2 separate regions of the Pan troglodytes genome follow, and region 2 is linked to region 1. The links are chromatin contacts, called in public Hi-C maps. All regions are on one chromosome and are shown on one strand. Each heading gives the region's core, a stretch centred on a gene start, on an enhancer-like site or on the middle of the called end of the contact. The rest is flanking DNA. Distances are from core to core; before and after follow the strand shown.

Region 1 (7,474 bases), core at 2,804-5,303:
CAGCGCACAGTCAGGGCTACACACTAGCAGGGAGCTTCCTGTGGGCCAGCGCACAGTCAGGGCTACACACTAGCAGGGAGCTTCCTGTGTGCCAGCGCACAGTCAGGGCTACACACTAGCAGGCCCAGAGGAACAGGGGCCTGTCACCCTGCTGGTGGCCTCAAAATGACCGACTGCCCGGGAAAGCCAGGCCTCCCTTGAGAAGGGGACAGTGGCGACCTAGGCTTTTGGAAAGCTGATTTCTCACAAAGGGAAAGGGTGGGTCCCAGCCTGGGAAGAGTGATTCGTTCAAAGGAAGGGGCTTAGGTGAGCTTTTAATTCGGTGTCAGTCCCCTTGTCAGAATTCAGTTGGGAAGGGTGCCTGGGCCTGTCCCACTGTGTGCACACACAGTGGGCTGTCAGCACACTGGAACGATGGTGGTTCCCACTTACAGAGGACATACCTTGTGCCTGCCACAGGGTTAAACACAGGACATGAGTCACCTTATGTAGTCCTCACAACAGTTCTGCGAAGTAGATGAGGGCATCATCATCACAGTTGAGAAAATGGAGGCTCAGAGAGGCTAAGTAACTTGCCCAAGATCACACAGCACAGAGTTTTAAATCCCAATCCTCTATGTGCCAGAGCCTGTAATTTTTTTTTTTTTTTTTTTTTTGAGATGGAGTTTCACTTTTGTTGCCCAGGCTGGAGTGCAGTGGCACAATCTCAGCTCACTGCAACCTCCCACTCCAGGGTTCAAGCGATTCTCCTGCCTCAGCCTCCCGAGTAGCTGGGATTATAGGTGTGTGCCACCACACCCAGCTAATTTTTTTTTTTTTTTTTTTTTGAGACAGAGTCTCGCTCTGTCGCCTAGGCTGGAGTGCAGTGGCGCAATCTCAGCTCACTGCAAGCTCTGCCTCCCGGGTTGATGCCATTCTCCTGCCTCAGCCTCCCGAGTAGCTGGGACTACAGGCGCCTGCCACCACACCCGGCTAATTTTTCTTATTTTTAGTAGAGACGGGGTTTCACCATGTTGCCCAGGCTCGTCTCGAACTCATGACCTCAGGTGATTCACCTGCCTCAGCCTCCCAAAGTACTGGGATTATAGGCGTGAGCCACCACACCAGGCCCAGAGCCTGTAATTTTCACCCTTACTCTACTGCGCCCAAGAAGTGGAAGACATACTCCCTACTCCAAGGAGTTTAAGATCGAAAGATAAACACATGCAGTCTGGCTGGGTGTGGTGGCGCAAGCCTATTGCCATCCCAGCTATTTAGGAGGCTGAGACAGGAGAATTGCTTGAACCTCAGAGGCGGAGGTTGCAGTGGGACAAGATTGCACCACTGCACTCCAGCCTGGGCAACAGAGCAAGAGTCCATCTAAAACGAAAAAAACAGAAAAACAAAAAACAAACAAACAAACAAAAAAACAGATAAAAAACAAAAACATATGCAGCCTAAGATGAAAGAAGACTAGTCCCATAGGGTACACATGCACACTTACTAAGAGGAGGCATAACCTCTACCTGAGTGAAACTTGTCTGAGGCTTTCCTGAATCTGCAGTGGGGCTGTGTCCCTGAGCCCCTGCACTGCTGCCTCAGAAGGGGCACTAGACCCAAAGACCCAAAGGCAAAAGGCTTGGGTTCAAACTGGTAAGAAGGGACCTGGGTGACTGGAAGAACAGGGTTGAGAGAAGGAATGTTATCTGTACCTTTTGAATTTTGAAACATGTGAACGAACTATCATCTTAAAAAATAAATTTGGCCGGGCAAGGTGGCTCACGCCTGTAATCCCAGCAGTTTGGGAGGCGGATCATGAGGTCAAGAGTTCGAGACCAGCCTGGCCAACATGATGAAACCCCGTCTCTACTAAAAATACAAAATTAGTTGGGTGTGGTGGTGCATGCTTATAATCCCAGCAACTTGGGAAGCTGAGGCAGGAGAATCACTTGAACCTGGGAAGGCAGAAGTTGCAGTGAGCCGAGATGGTGCCACTGCCCTCCAGCCTGGGCAACAAGAGGAAAACTCTGTCTCTAAAATAAATAAATAAATAGGCCAGGCGTGGAGGGAGGTTGCAGTGAGCTGATATTGTGCCACTGTACTCCAGCCTGGGTGACAGAGCGAGACTCCATCTCAAAAAAAATAATAATAATAATAATAATAAATTGGTAACAAAAGCAAATATGCACTCTGCTATGGTCTGAATGTGCCCCCTAAAGTTTATGGGTTGGAAACTTAATCTCTGCTGTAATAGTGTTGAGAAGTGGGAACTTTAAGAGGCAATTGGGTCACGAGGGCTCTGCCCTCATTTATGCCATTATCATGGCAGTGGGTCAGGTTATCTCAGGATTAAAAAAAAAAAAAGATGAGCTTGGCTCCCTTCCTCTCTCATGCTTGCAAGCTCTCTGGCCCTGCCACCTTCTACCAGGGAAGGATGTGGCATGAAGGCCCTCACCAGATGCCAATGCAATGTTCTTGGACTTGCCAGTCTCCAGAACCATGAGCCAAATACACTTCTATTGTTTATAAATCACCCAGTCTCAGTTATTCTGTTATAGCAACACAAAACAGACCAAGACATACCCCCAAAAGGCCAGTGGTTAAAATAAACATGTTAAAACAAAAGTGAATTTATGACTTCATCTCACCCAGACCCTAGCTGGTCCTCCTCTGAAGTGGGAATAATATCTGCCCTGTCTAGCACAAAGGGCTGTTAGAAAGATCAATAGGATCATGTGGGGGAATGTGCTTTGAAAACTGTGAAGTATTAAACAAATATGAGATGAGAGGGAAATCTATCCCACAGAGGATTATACTCCCACGTGTGGGCCTAGAGGCATTTCAAATACTGTGTTGTGACTCAGGGCCCGTCCCAGCCCCAGTTTTGAAGTAGGCACCATTTATGGTCCTAACAACTTCCATTGTGTTTGAAATGCCTCCCGTACCCATTGGGCAGCCTCTCTCCTCGCTCCTGCTGGCTCTCGCCTTCGAGCCGCCTGCAGGAAGGGAAACACTCACACAAGCCCACCTGCATTGGGTCTCCAGGGTCACTGTTACTCAAGGGTAGTCCTCTCTCCTGGGGCCCCCACCCACCTCTCTAGCCTGGTCCCCAGCTCCTCCTCCCACCCCTGAAGAGCGAACCCTGTGCCAGGCTCTGTGATGCTCAGACGTGCGGGGCCACACCAGATTACTCACTGTTCCCTGAACACACCCCACCCTTCCCAGCTGCTCCTGCTCTGCTCCAGGACTAAAGGCCTTTCTTTCTTCACCATGCTCCCCCCGGGGAAAGCCTCCCCTCCTTTCTAGACCCTGTCCCCAAGTGCACTCCACCAAGGCCCTGTTTGAAAGAAGGTCGCCTGCTCCCTGGCCTGTACTGGCCTTGGGCGTTGTTGAGTCCTCCTGAGACGGCTCCTTCTGCTGCCCACTTTAGCACACGGACCCCATCTTCCACGGGCCTGAGTCTCCATGGAGCCTAGCTCAGCACCTTGCCCACATGAGGTACACAATGAATGATGATCGCATTGAATTTTTATGAGACAGCTTTTTCAAAAAAGGCAAAAGTAAGGCTCTTTAAGGGTGGGGCTTCAGGCACAGGGGCTTCTGGGTGGGGGAGAGGAGTTTGGGGAGTGAATCTTTGCTCTTAAACACCCCCACTGCAGGGAGAGCCCTTTTTTCCCTAGATCCTGCCTTTGCTCAGCAGTCCTGAGGGAGCCTCAGGGAATGAATGACTGGGGCTGGAAGCTGCAGCTGGTCTTCAGGCCAAAAGCTGTAAAAGCCCAGACCCCTGAGGCCTTCTGTCTGGGGCAGGCCCCATGCAGGCTCCTGACTGCAGCCAAGAGCAGGGATCTCGCCCTTAAAAATCAACAGTCTCTAATCCACGTCGGGGTGGGGTTTCTTTTGCATGTTATTCCAGCAATAATACGTAACTGGTCCAGAAACCGCCTCTGAGCCCTGGGCACAGTCTCACTGAGAGTTCCAGCCCTTGCCCCGAGCTGCAAGCTGGGGCCTAAAGCTGCAGCACCGAGAGGCCACGTGGGGCGAGGCCTCCCCGGAAGGCCTGCGGCGCCGCCGGTGTCCACCAGGGGGCGCCAGGAAACAGCGCGGGGCGGTCCCAGCTCAACCCGCCGGCGCGGGCACACCCGGGCTTTGACCCCTTTGTGATCGAGGAGACGGACGGGTTTCTCTCTAACAAAAGGGGGCTATAAATTACAAACGGAAGCGGAGTGTGTAGGGAAGAACAGGAAAGCACGTGCGTTGAAACCGGAACTCGGGGCTGCTTGCTTGCTTATTTATTTTAGTTATTACTGTTTTCTTGGGGCAGGCCCTTGCTCTGTCGCCCAGGCTGCGGGGTGGTGGCCCCGTCATAGCTCACTGCAGCCTCGACCTCGGGGCTCAAGCGATCCTCCTGCTTCAGTCTCCCAAAGTGCCGGGACTGCAGGCGCGAGCCGCCACCCCGGCCTCCGTGCTCTTTCTTAGGGAGCATTTTCCACCTCCCCTGCAAGAGGCCGTTTTGTCAGTAGCTTTCAGAAAAGACTGTTGTCATCTCGGGGTTCAGAGTTAATCGTGGATTTACCTACCACACAGAAATTTCCAAAGAATCGATCTGCTCCCTCTCAATATCCACCCTAAACAAGAGCACTTTCCCAATCAGCGCCTTGTCCTGGGGCTTCCAGACCCATCTGGCCTTTTGCTCTTTGCTCTATGCCCACTTTAGCTGTGAGGTTCTCAGAGACATTCCCCAAAGCCCTCCCAGCCGATCTCTGCTGACTTCAATCCTACTCATCCCTCAGGGGCTAACAAAATTGCTAAAATTTAAACAGTAATAATTAAATAATGATATTGCTGTATGTCAGGCACGACTCCACAAAGCAGGTATTAATACAGATGGTCCCCAGCTTTCGCACCATCGTAAGTGATACACTTTACAAACTGTCCTTCGAGTAGCCAAACAACCACTCTCTTTTTCACTTTCAGTACATTATTCAATGAATTACACAAGATATTCAATAGTCTCTTATAAAGTAGGCTTTGTGTTAGATGATGTTGCCCAGCAGTAGGCTGGTGTAAGTGGGCTGAGCACGCTGAAGTTAAGCTAGGCTAAACTATGAAGTTCAGTAGGCTAAGTGTATTAAATGCATTTTGACTTACAATATTTTCAACTTACTATGGGTTTATCAGAATGTAGCTCTATCATAAGTTGAGAAGCAACACTAGTCTCATATATATATATATACATATATATAGGTACATATATATATAAATATTTTGGCATGATCTTGGCTCACTGCAACCTCCACCTCCTGGATTCAAGCAATTCTCCTGCCTCAGCCTCCCAAGTAACTGGGATGTAGTCCCATTCTACAAGTGAAGAAGTTGAGGCTCAAAGAGGTCAAATGCCCAAAGTCACCAGATACTGAGGGATGGCCCCAGTGTCTAAATCCTAAGCCTGCGTTTTTCTCCTATATGCCAGTGGTTCTCCATGTGTGCTCCTTGAAGTAGCAGCAGCAACATCACCTGAAAACTCACTAGAAATGAAAAATTTTTAAATTTTTGTAGAGATGGGGTCTCACCATGTTGGCCAGGCTAGTCTCGAACTCCCGAGTTCAAGCGATTCTCCCACCTCAGCCTCCCAAACTGTTGGGATTACAGGCGTGAGCCACTGCACCAGGCCCCGAGATCACCCTTTTATTTTTATTTTTTTTTAAGACAGGGTCTCCCTCTGTCACCCTAAGGGAGGAGACCATCCCTCACATTGTCTTATGCCCAATTTCTGCCTCCAAAGAAAGAAGAAGTAAAAACTAAAAGGCAGAAATGAAATCCACAAGCAGACAGCCCGGCCCCACACCCTGGGCCTGGTAGTTAAAGATCGACCCCTGACGTAATCAGTTATTTGTATAAGAAAAGCACTGTGAAGATCCCTGTCCTGTTCTGTTCCGTTCTAATTACCGGTGCATGCAGCCCCCGGTCACGTACCCCCTGCTTACTCAATCAATCATGACCCTCTCATGCGGACCCCCTTAAAAGTTGTGAGCCCTTAAAAGGGACAGGAATTGCTCACTCGGGGAGCTTGGTTGTTGGAGATGTGAATCTTGCCGAAGCTCCTGGCCGAATAAAGCCCTTCTTTCTTTAACTCGGTGTCTGAGGGGTGTTGTCTGCGGCTTGCCCTGCTACAACCCAGGCTGGAGTGCAGTGGTGCAATCATGGCTCACTGTAGCTTCAAACTCCCGGGCTCAAGGGATCCTCTTGCCATGGCCTCCTGGGTAGCTGGGACTACAAGTGCACACCACTACACTACATTTTTAAAACGTTTTTTGTAGGAATATGGTCTCGCTATGTTGCCCAGGCTGGTTTTGAACTCCTGGCCTCAAGGGATCCTCTCATCTTGCACCCTCAAAGTGCTAGGATTACAAGCATGAACCACTACACCCGGCCAAGAGCACCCATTTTTTAAGTATTAGAGCCGGCCTTTGAACCCAGCCAGGCTCTGGATTCTGTGTCCTTAACTGCTACAGCCCTGAAAGCATAGGCTGTGTAAGTCCCTCAACAATGGGGACCAGTCTAAAATATTTATAGGTAGCATATCTAGATCATTCCAGAGAGGAGTGAATGGATCCAAACTGTCTTTTGAACCAGCAGCCAGAGGCCCCAGCAGCTCCTGTCTTCCCAGCCCAGTGCTGCCAGCTGCTGCTGCTCATGAGTCTGTAAGGGTCTAGTGCTTTTATTCCCAGGTCCTTCTCATGTCCTCACTCAGAAGCACTTAGAGCCTCTCGTTTTTGCTGAACCTTAGATTTTGTGATGGAGCCTAAATCCAGACAGGAAACCTAAACAGGGGTAAGTGGAAAGGACTTTCAGAACAATTAATCATGAAGCAAAATGTCAACATTCCACATAAGGGTGTATATGAGTTTTGTATGTCCCCACTAGATTATACATTTCCAAAAGGTAAGAGTTATTTCCTCGGGATTTCAGGCAATTAGAATAAGAAGCAATGAGAGCTGAGCCTGCAGTCTCTGGCTATCGTCCAGGTGAGACCTCATGAAGTAGATCAGATCTGACAGTGAGATGGGAAAAAGGGAAGGTGGTGAATTTCCCACCCCACCAAGCCCTGCAGACAGCCTGCCAAGATTCCTACTGAGTTCAATGCAACACACCTGTTTCCAGCTCCTAGCACGAGCTAGGCATCTAGGATACAACGAAGATCCCTGCCTTCCCGAAGCCCCTGCGAAAGAAAACTAGACTCTTGAGACCCCCAAATTCACCATGCCGAAGAGAAAGTTAAGCTTGGACATGGAGTCACACAAAACAAAACAAAAACAAAACAAAACAAACAAAACAAAACAAAACAACTGCCTTCCTTGTGTTCCCAAACGGCAGTCATTTCACATGCTTACTTTATCGTACATAAAATGCGGATTCACTGAGTCCAGGACAAATACATAATTGATCCGCCCCCACTCCCTCTTGTCACATGTAAAATGTAGATTCATCGAGCACT
Region 2 (7,474 bases), core at 1,451-3,950, 230 kb after region 1:
ACTTTAATAAAAAACTTTAAAAATTTATGTGAATGACTAGGTATTGTTCTAAGTTTTGCTATGCAATAGATACTGTAAGTCACTTAGTGAAAGTAGTTTGCCTTTTTTTTTCTTTTTTCTTTTGGAGACGGGGTTTTGCTATGTTGTAGGCTGGTCTCAAGCTCCTGGCCTCAAGCAGTTCTTCTGCCCCAGCCTCCCAAAGTGTGAGCCGCCATGCCCAGCCCTAGTTTGCCATTTTCTGTTTTATTTATTAATATATTTTTATTTGTTGCCTTTGTCCACATGTTCTAAGCCATTTTCTAATAGAACTAAATGTGTTTTTTTTCTTTTTGTGGTTCAGCTATTATATGTATCTGCTACTTTTAGCATTAACCTAAAGCTTCCTGTATATGCCAAGTCCCAGGTATTTTGGAATCCCATGTGGCTTTTGTGCCCTCCAAAGAGAGGTGGAGAGAACCTCTTAGACTCCAACGTTTACATACTCTTGGCCCAGATTTGGGGATTAAGTGAAGGGTGCCTAATTAATAGAACCTATGCATTCGTATACATCTGGCTTGAGAAAACTGTATCTCTCTCTCTTTTTTTTTTTTTGAGAAGGAGTTCCGCTCTTGTTGCCTAGGCTGGAATGCAATGGCGAGATTTCGACTCACTGCAATCTCTGCTTCCCAGGTTCAAAGCGATTCTCTGGCCTCAGCCTCCCGAGTACCTCGGATTACAGGCGCCTGCCACCACGCCCGGCTAATTTTTGTATTTTTAGTAGAAATGGGGTTTTACCATCTTGGCCAGTCTGGTCTTGAACTCCTGACCTCAGGTGATCTGCCCACCTTGGCCTCCCGAAGTGCTGGGATTACAGGCGTGAGCCACCGCACCTGGCCTCCTATCTCTCTTATAAGTAGACTTTTCTTCTTACTTCTTTGAAACAGAAACTTTTTGTAAATAAATAAAGTGTATAAAGGTGAGCCATATTGGGAAGAAGGGGCTGATAGAGGAGTTAGAACAACCAGGTAACCAGATTTTTTTTTCCTATTCTTTTGAGAAAAAAAAAAAATTTTTTTTTTTTTTTTGGTCTTTCTGAAACTGGTACTATTTCAGAATGTTAGGTAAAAGTCTCCATGGGGAAGCAGGGGATGTGATGCCATGTTTACCTGCCCCTCCCCCCCATAATTATGATATCTTTTCACCCATTGAGGAAAGTTGGGCTCACACAGACTCTCTTCTTTATGGGATAGACCCCAAATTTCATCTCTAAGAGTACCAGACTGGAAGGTCATAAAGAAATCTGCAGTAGGAATTTAATCTGTAGATTTGGCCACATAAAATGCAGGTGTAATTTTTATATTATACTTCAAAACACCTTGAAAGCCATGTTAGTCTTTTTGCTATCTTTAACAGTTAAGAATTTTTGCATGAGAATTATTATTTTGTTTCTAGTTGTAGTTTTTCCAACCTTTCCCAGGCCTTCAATCTCTAATTCTGAAGTTTTTAAGAAGAGTTAGTTACCTACAGTTAATACTTCTGTCATCTTTGAATTGCTGTTATACCATATAGGCCTATGAGAGAGTTGCCAGACTTAAATAATTATTTATATGCTTAATTTCTTTTAACATATAGAATAATTCTTTAAAAAATTTTTTTCTCTGTAAACTGTAACTGAAACCCATGGTGCCCTGGAAAGCAATGTTACAAACTGCTGTACCCTCTGCCTGAAGACAAGTTTTTATTTCTTTATCCTAATACCCAACAACAATTAGTATCACTTTAAAAGATGAAATAGAGGCCGGGCACGGTGGCTCACGTCTGTAATCCCAGCACTTTGGGTGGCTGAGATGGGCAGATCACAAGGTCAGGAGTCCCAGACCAGCCTGACCAACATGGCGAAACCCCGTCTCTACTAAAAATACAAAAATTAGCCAGGTGTGGTGGCACACGCCTGTAATCCCAGCTATTCAGGAGGCTGAGGCAGAATTGCTTGAACCCGGGAGGTGGAGGTTGCAGTGAGCCGAGATTGTGTCACTGCACTCCAGCCTGTGCGACAGAGCAAGACTCCGTCTCAAAAAAAAAAGGTGAAATAGATGCCCATGTCTTTGCTAAGTCAGTGTGGTGCAGAAAATGATAAGGAGGGAGTATTCCAATATTGACCTAAAATATTTTAATCAAGAATTCCAGACACTTTTCTCCACCCATATTTTGATATGTAGAGTTATCATATGTGGTCTTAATTTAGCAGTAAAATTTTGAATATTGCACATATATAATACTAGAGAAATTTAAATGTTAATAAGACTTGAGGACCAGATAATTTTGGGGATACAGTTGTTAGCTGTAAAGTAAAAATTTCAAGTTTAATGAATGAAAACTAGTCTCACTGCTTCATTAACACAATTGGTTTGGAAGGTTTGCTTCTGGGCGAATAAAGTGAACAATAGCAAAGGATGGGATTGCTACTTTAAAAATACTAAAATATGAGGGTAAAGAGAGATGTCTGTCAGAGGATGTTTAAAATGAAACAGCTTCTTAAAAGCAAGGGACGGAAGATGTGCAAATGGTTATGAGGTCATTGTACTAAACATTAGCATTGTGCTTCTCACTCCAGAAGAAATTACATCAGTGGATAATCTACTGAGCACTGTAATTTGGGTAGTACTGAGATGAGCAATTGTTTTAGTTGTTGCCTGACCCCCACCCCACCCCCAGCAGCCTGGAACTGTGCATGTTATGAAGAGGTCATGTGACACTGATCCTTGGTTTTGCTCATTTATCCTGTCAAAACAACTTAATGTAGATGGAAAGAAATGAACGAAATGAATAGAATGGGTTAGCTGTATCAGCTTTAGTTTATATTGAAGGTAATGAATGCTGCAATTGGGATAGTATAGTATATTAAGGCCCCAGGAATATCCAGCTCCATAATGGTGAAGAGAAGTTTCTAAAAAGCAACAGTGGCTAATCCATTCTAAGTCTCACTTGATGTTTTAATGCTACTTTTTGATACAGTCTTTTAAAATTTTATCATTGTATTCATGATAATTTGATTGACAGTTGGTAATATTTAAACAATATATGGTTCCTCTTATTTTACCTTCAGCTGTAATTTTAGTATAAAGTTCCTATTTCTTTTCAATAATTATTATATAATAACGTGGATCTTCTGAGAAGAAAATTATTTTAGAAGTTTTGCAAAATATTTAGGGTTTGTTTGTTGTCATTGAAACATGAGCTTTGAACCAAATCTTCATTTGTCTCTTAGTTGTGTTTTTCATGTGAATTTGAGGGAGATAATAACATTTTGTGAGTCAGTTCGTCTCACAACATTTTTCTGAGGATTAAATGAAGTGAAGCAGCCAACTAGTAAATGGCAAATACTTGGCAAAAATTATTTTTAAAACCCCAGGTGTTCCTTCTGATCTGTGTCTTATGTTAGTTTTGATCTACTTTATTATTGTCTTAAAGTCTTTTGGGTACTAAAATTATGTACTTCTCTAAGATATTTTATGAAATGTTCCTAGATTAAAAAAAAAACAAGATTCAGTTATAGATGGAACAAGTAGACAAATTATTGAAAGAAGCCCCAAATTATTTGTTTAGGTTTCCCCCATTTCCTGCTTTGTTGATGATAATCTGTTGTCATGCATCTGTATTTCTAACTTCAAACATTAAGCAGGGGTTCTCAGATCCCTTAAAATAAATAATACTTTTCAGAAAGGATAAAAACACTTAGCTATGTAAAGTAGCCTGTATTTATAGTATAGATGTCTTCTGGGCAAATTAGAGATAAAATATTCTAAATATTTCTATGGAATTTTTAGATTGTCATTCAGTGTATTCTCAAGGAAAATTAAACACGGATTTTTGATGGCAAAGAAGTCCCCCATTTTTTTCCCTCTATGCTTTGCTATAAATAAGTAGTTGGCAGCTTTTTTACAATAAGCTTTTACAAACCATTTTTAAAAATCAAAAGCTGGGACCTTTGCAAGTTGATCATTCTGTATGGGTTGTGTTGGACTTAACTGAGACTCAGAGGCCCAATTTCAATTCTCATTTTTCTTTTAAGTCACAGGAATTTTTTATCCTTGGGGAAATGCTAACTGCTTATTAAGGACACACACACACTTTTAAAGGGGTATTGAGGGGAAAAGACATTTATGGAATTCATTCAACAAATGGCTGTTGAACAAGTCACTATGCTAGGTTGTCAGGTGCTAAAGATAGAACACAAAAAGGTATTTTGTCACTGCCTTTTCATGACAAAATAAAGCCTCTGAGGGCTTATTCTATGGGGGATAAGAGTCAATATAATGTTGCCTGTGATTAAGTGTTATGTAAGAGGCATGTACATAGTATCCATTGGTTTTAATGCTATTGGGCAGAGTAGAAACAGGAGTAGTAACTTGGTTTCCTTTTATTACATTCCTTATTGGGTACTTTTGGTGACAGAGTGAGAACCTTAAAGTTCAATTAATAATTGATGTAATAACTGAAGAGAAAAATTAATGAACAAGAAGGTAGATCAGAAAACATTGCCCAGAAAGTAGCATACAGAAGGAAATGGAAAATGAGAGAGAAATTAAAGGATATTAAGGATAAACTAAAGTTATACATATACTCACACACATTTAAAAATTGTTTAAAAAGAAAAGAAGAGTTGGAAGGGGAGAAAAAGAGAATGAGAGGAGACAGTGTTTAGAGAGATACTGATAATTTTCCTGACTTGAAGACAAATACTTGAGTATTTAAGTTATTGCTTAAAAGAAAAAAAAAAATTAGGCTTCATGCAGTGGCTCACACCTGTAATCCCAGGCTTTGGGATGCCAAAGTAGGAGGATCACCAGAAGTTCAAGACCAGCCAGTGCATCATAGCAAGACCTCATCTCTACAAAAAATTAAAAAATTAGCCGGGCAAGGTGGCACATGCCTGTAGTCCTAGCTACTCTGGAGGCTGAGGTGGGAGGATCCCTTGAGCCCAGGATTTGAGGCTGCAGTGAGCTATGATAGCACCGCTGCATTCCAGCCTTGGTCAAAGAGTGACTTCCTGTCTTTTAAACAAACAAACAAAAATAAAAACAATGTTTTGGTTAAAGATAGATTGATTTTAATCAAGGCAAAGATAGAACTGGAATTTATATTTAGGTCTTTCTGCCTCCAAAGCCTGTGTTCATTTCCTGATATTAAATTGCATGTCTAGCAATTGATGACTTATGTTGGATATGGAAAGTTAACTGCACCTTACAAAAATGAGACTATATCTGAGTTACACATTAACAGTAAAGATACTAAAATGATCTCAAGCATGAATGTATATAATCCAAATCTATCATTTATAACTTCAGCATTTGCATTTTTTAAACACCATCGATCATGATTTAGTAATGTTTAAGTGTCTAAGATTAACTGTCTGATTTGGTGTTTTATCATTTTAAACCACATTCTGTTTTGGTTTTTGATTTTAGGATCGAAAATTAACAAAGTCTGAGAGGCAGAGATTTAAAGAAGAAGCTGAAATGTTAAAAGGTCTTCAGCATCCCAATATTGTTAGATTTTATGATTCCTGGGAATCCACAGTAAAAGGAAAGAAGTGCATTGTTTTGGTGACTGAACTTATGACGTCTGGAACACTTAAAACGTAAGTTCATCAGTATTACAAAAGCTGACCAAGAAGTATGAGAGAATTTGATTTTTTAAATTTCAGGTCTACCAGTTTTACTTTTGTTGTTCAGCCTACTAAGAAGGGAACAGTCCTTCCGACTGTTACTGTATTAGCATATTTCCTTGCCCACAAAGTCCTCTAGTATATAAAGTGATTTGATAATTATTTCTTGGTAAGTATTGAAATGAGAAGTTATGGCCGAGCATGGTGGCTCATGCCTGTAATCCCAGCACTTTGGGAGGCCGGGGCAGGCGGATCACCTGAGGTTGGATCACCTGACCTGAGGTCAGGAGTTCGAGACCAGCCTGGCCAATGTGGTGAAACCCCGTCTCTACTAAAAGTACAAAAATTAGCCGGGCATGGTGGCATGCACCTGTAATCCCAGCTACTCGGGAGGCTGAGGCAGGAGAATCTCTTGAACCCAGGAGGCGGAGGTTGCAGTGAGCTGAGATCACCTCACTTCATTCCAGCCTAGGTGAGACTCTGTCTCAAAAAAAAAAAAAAAAAAAGAGTGGCTAAGGAATCAGAAATCAAATGTCAAGGTAGCCCTCTAGTGGTTAAAATGAGATTAAGGTTTATTGAGAAACTACCTATTTTTTTCATTTGTATTGTGCTTTGCTATATCCCTGCAACTTTTATATCAGATGCAGATTATATTGTGACAGTTATCACTTAAAAAATACTTTTAGTTCCATTTCCCATAACATCAGAAATTAATCCCCAAATAGCTAGATCTATCATTCCTTTCACAGAAATAGGTTTAATGCAGAAATCTCCCGTTACTTATTGTAAAGAGCTTTTGGTAAGAGTTGGAGTATGCCTTTGTAATCCCAGGTTTCTTAGAGCAGCAGTCCCCAACCTTTTTGGCATCAGGGATTGGTTTCGTGGAAGACAGTTTTTCCATGAACTGGTGTGGGGGTGGGGCTGGGGAAGTTTGGAATGATTCAAGCACATTACATTTATTGTGCACTCTATTTCTATTATTATTACATTAAAATATATAATGAAATAGTTATACAACTCACCATAATGTAGAATCAGTGGGAGCCCTGAGCTTGTTTTCCCGCAACTAAACTGTCCCATCTGGGGGTGATGGGAGACAGGGCAGATCATCAGGCATTAGATTCTCATAACGAACGCTCAACCTAGATCCCTTGCATGCACAGTTCACAGTAGGGTTCATGGTCCTATGAGAAATCTAATGCTGCTGACAGGAGCCAGAGCTCAGGTGGTAATGCGAGCAGTGAGGGAGCAGCTGTAAATACAGATGAAGCTTTGCTTGCTCGCCTGCCACTCACCTCCTGCTGTGTGGCCAGGTTCCTAAAAGGCCATGGACTGATATCGATCTGTGGCCCAGTGGTTGGGGACCCCTGCTATCTTAGAGGATCTGTTTTTACTCAGAGAAGAACCTGTAGTAAGTTACCTTGTATAAATTTTTTATTTGGTGAAACTGGATATTTTTAAATTGTCACTGTGGCATATATTCTTTATTAATTGTTAAAGTTAATACTGCTGAGCTGATTAATTCCAGATCATTCGAATACAGTGTTACAGCACCTGGATATAGTCACTTGCATGTTTTCTGAAATGCTTACGGTTAACATGTTGAAACATGAACAGATCATTTCTGTCCTGCAAATTCTAATTTCTTTATCCAACTTCCACTGTTGTTTATGGCAATACCTTTATCCTAGTTAGTCAGGCTTCTTGATACTCTCTTTTCTTCCATTAGAATGTGCTAACTAGCACTATAGTACTATGAACAAGTGCTAGATATCACATTCTACTGGAAATGTCTAATACTGAATGATAAGTGTTTGAATGAATTAA

The links. Hi-C and Micro-C count contacts between places; a contact is called where the count stands out from the background.
Region 2: a contact with region 1 is called in a Hi-C map of a lymphoblastoid cell line, with 2.8 times the contacts expected there. The contact joins two enhancer-like sites. A contact is called at or near these places in 4 of 7 Hi-C or Micro-C datasets (blood, induced pluripotent stem cells, a lymphoblastoid cell line and 1 more), 1 of 1 datasets of contacts at active chromatin or transcription factors (stem cell-derived excitatory neurons) and 1 of 1 other capture datasets (stem cell-derived neural stem cells).

What each region holds. Positions count from the first base shown.
Region 1 is chr10:7,692,563-7,700,036 of NHGRI_mPanTro3-v2.0_pri, forward strand. It overlaps B4GALNT3 (beta-1,4-N-acetyl-galactosaminyltransferase 3), which reads left to right. Exons shown (of 20, transcript XM_016922709.4): 20 at 1-6,109. All of the region lies in intron 1 of NINJ2 (ninjurin 2), which reads right to left. Among named protein-coding and RNA genes, the nearest start is that of NINJ2, 87 kb to the right of the region's middle. Within about 2 kb of position 4,054, at least 10 of the 24 cell types and tissues checked have an H3K27ac peak or open chromatin away from gene starts, as enhancers often do. A contact at or near this core is called in a lymphoblastoid cell line, where this site is marked.
Region 2 is chr10:7,927,666-7,935,139 of NHGRI_mPanTro3-v2.0_pri, forward strand. It overlaps WNK1 (WNK lysine deficient protein kinase 1), which reads left to right. Exons shown (of 29, transcript NM_001185048.3): 2 at 5,448-5,620. Among named protein-coding and RNA genes, the nearest start is that of WNK1, 58 kb to the left of the region's middle. Within about 2 kb of position 2,701, at least 1 of the 24 cell types and tissues checked has an H3K27ac peak or open chromatin away from gene starts, as enhancers often do. A contact at or near this core is called in a lymphoblastoid cell line, where this site is marked.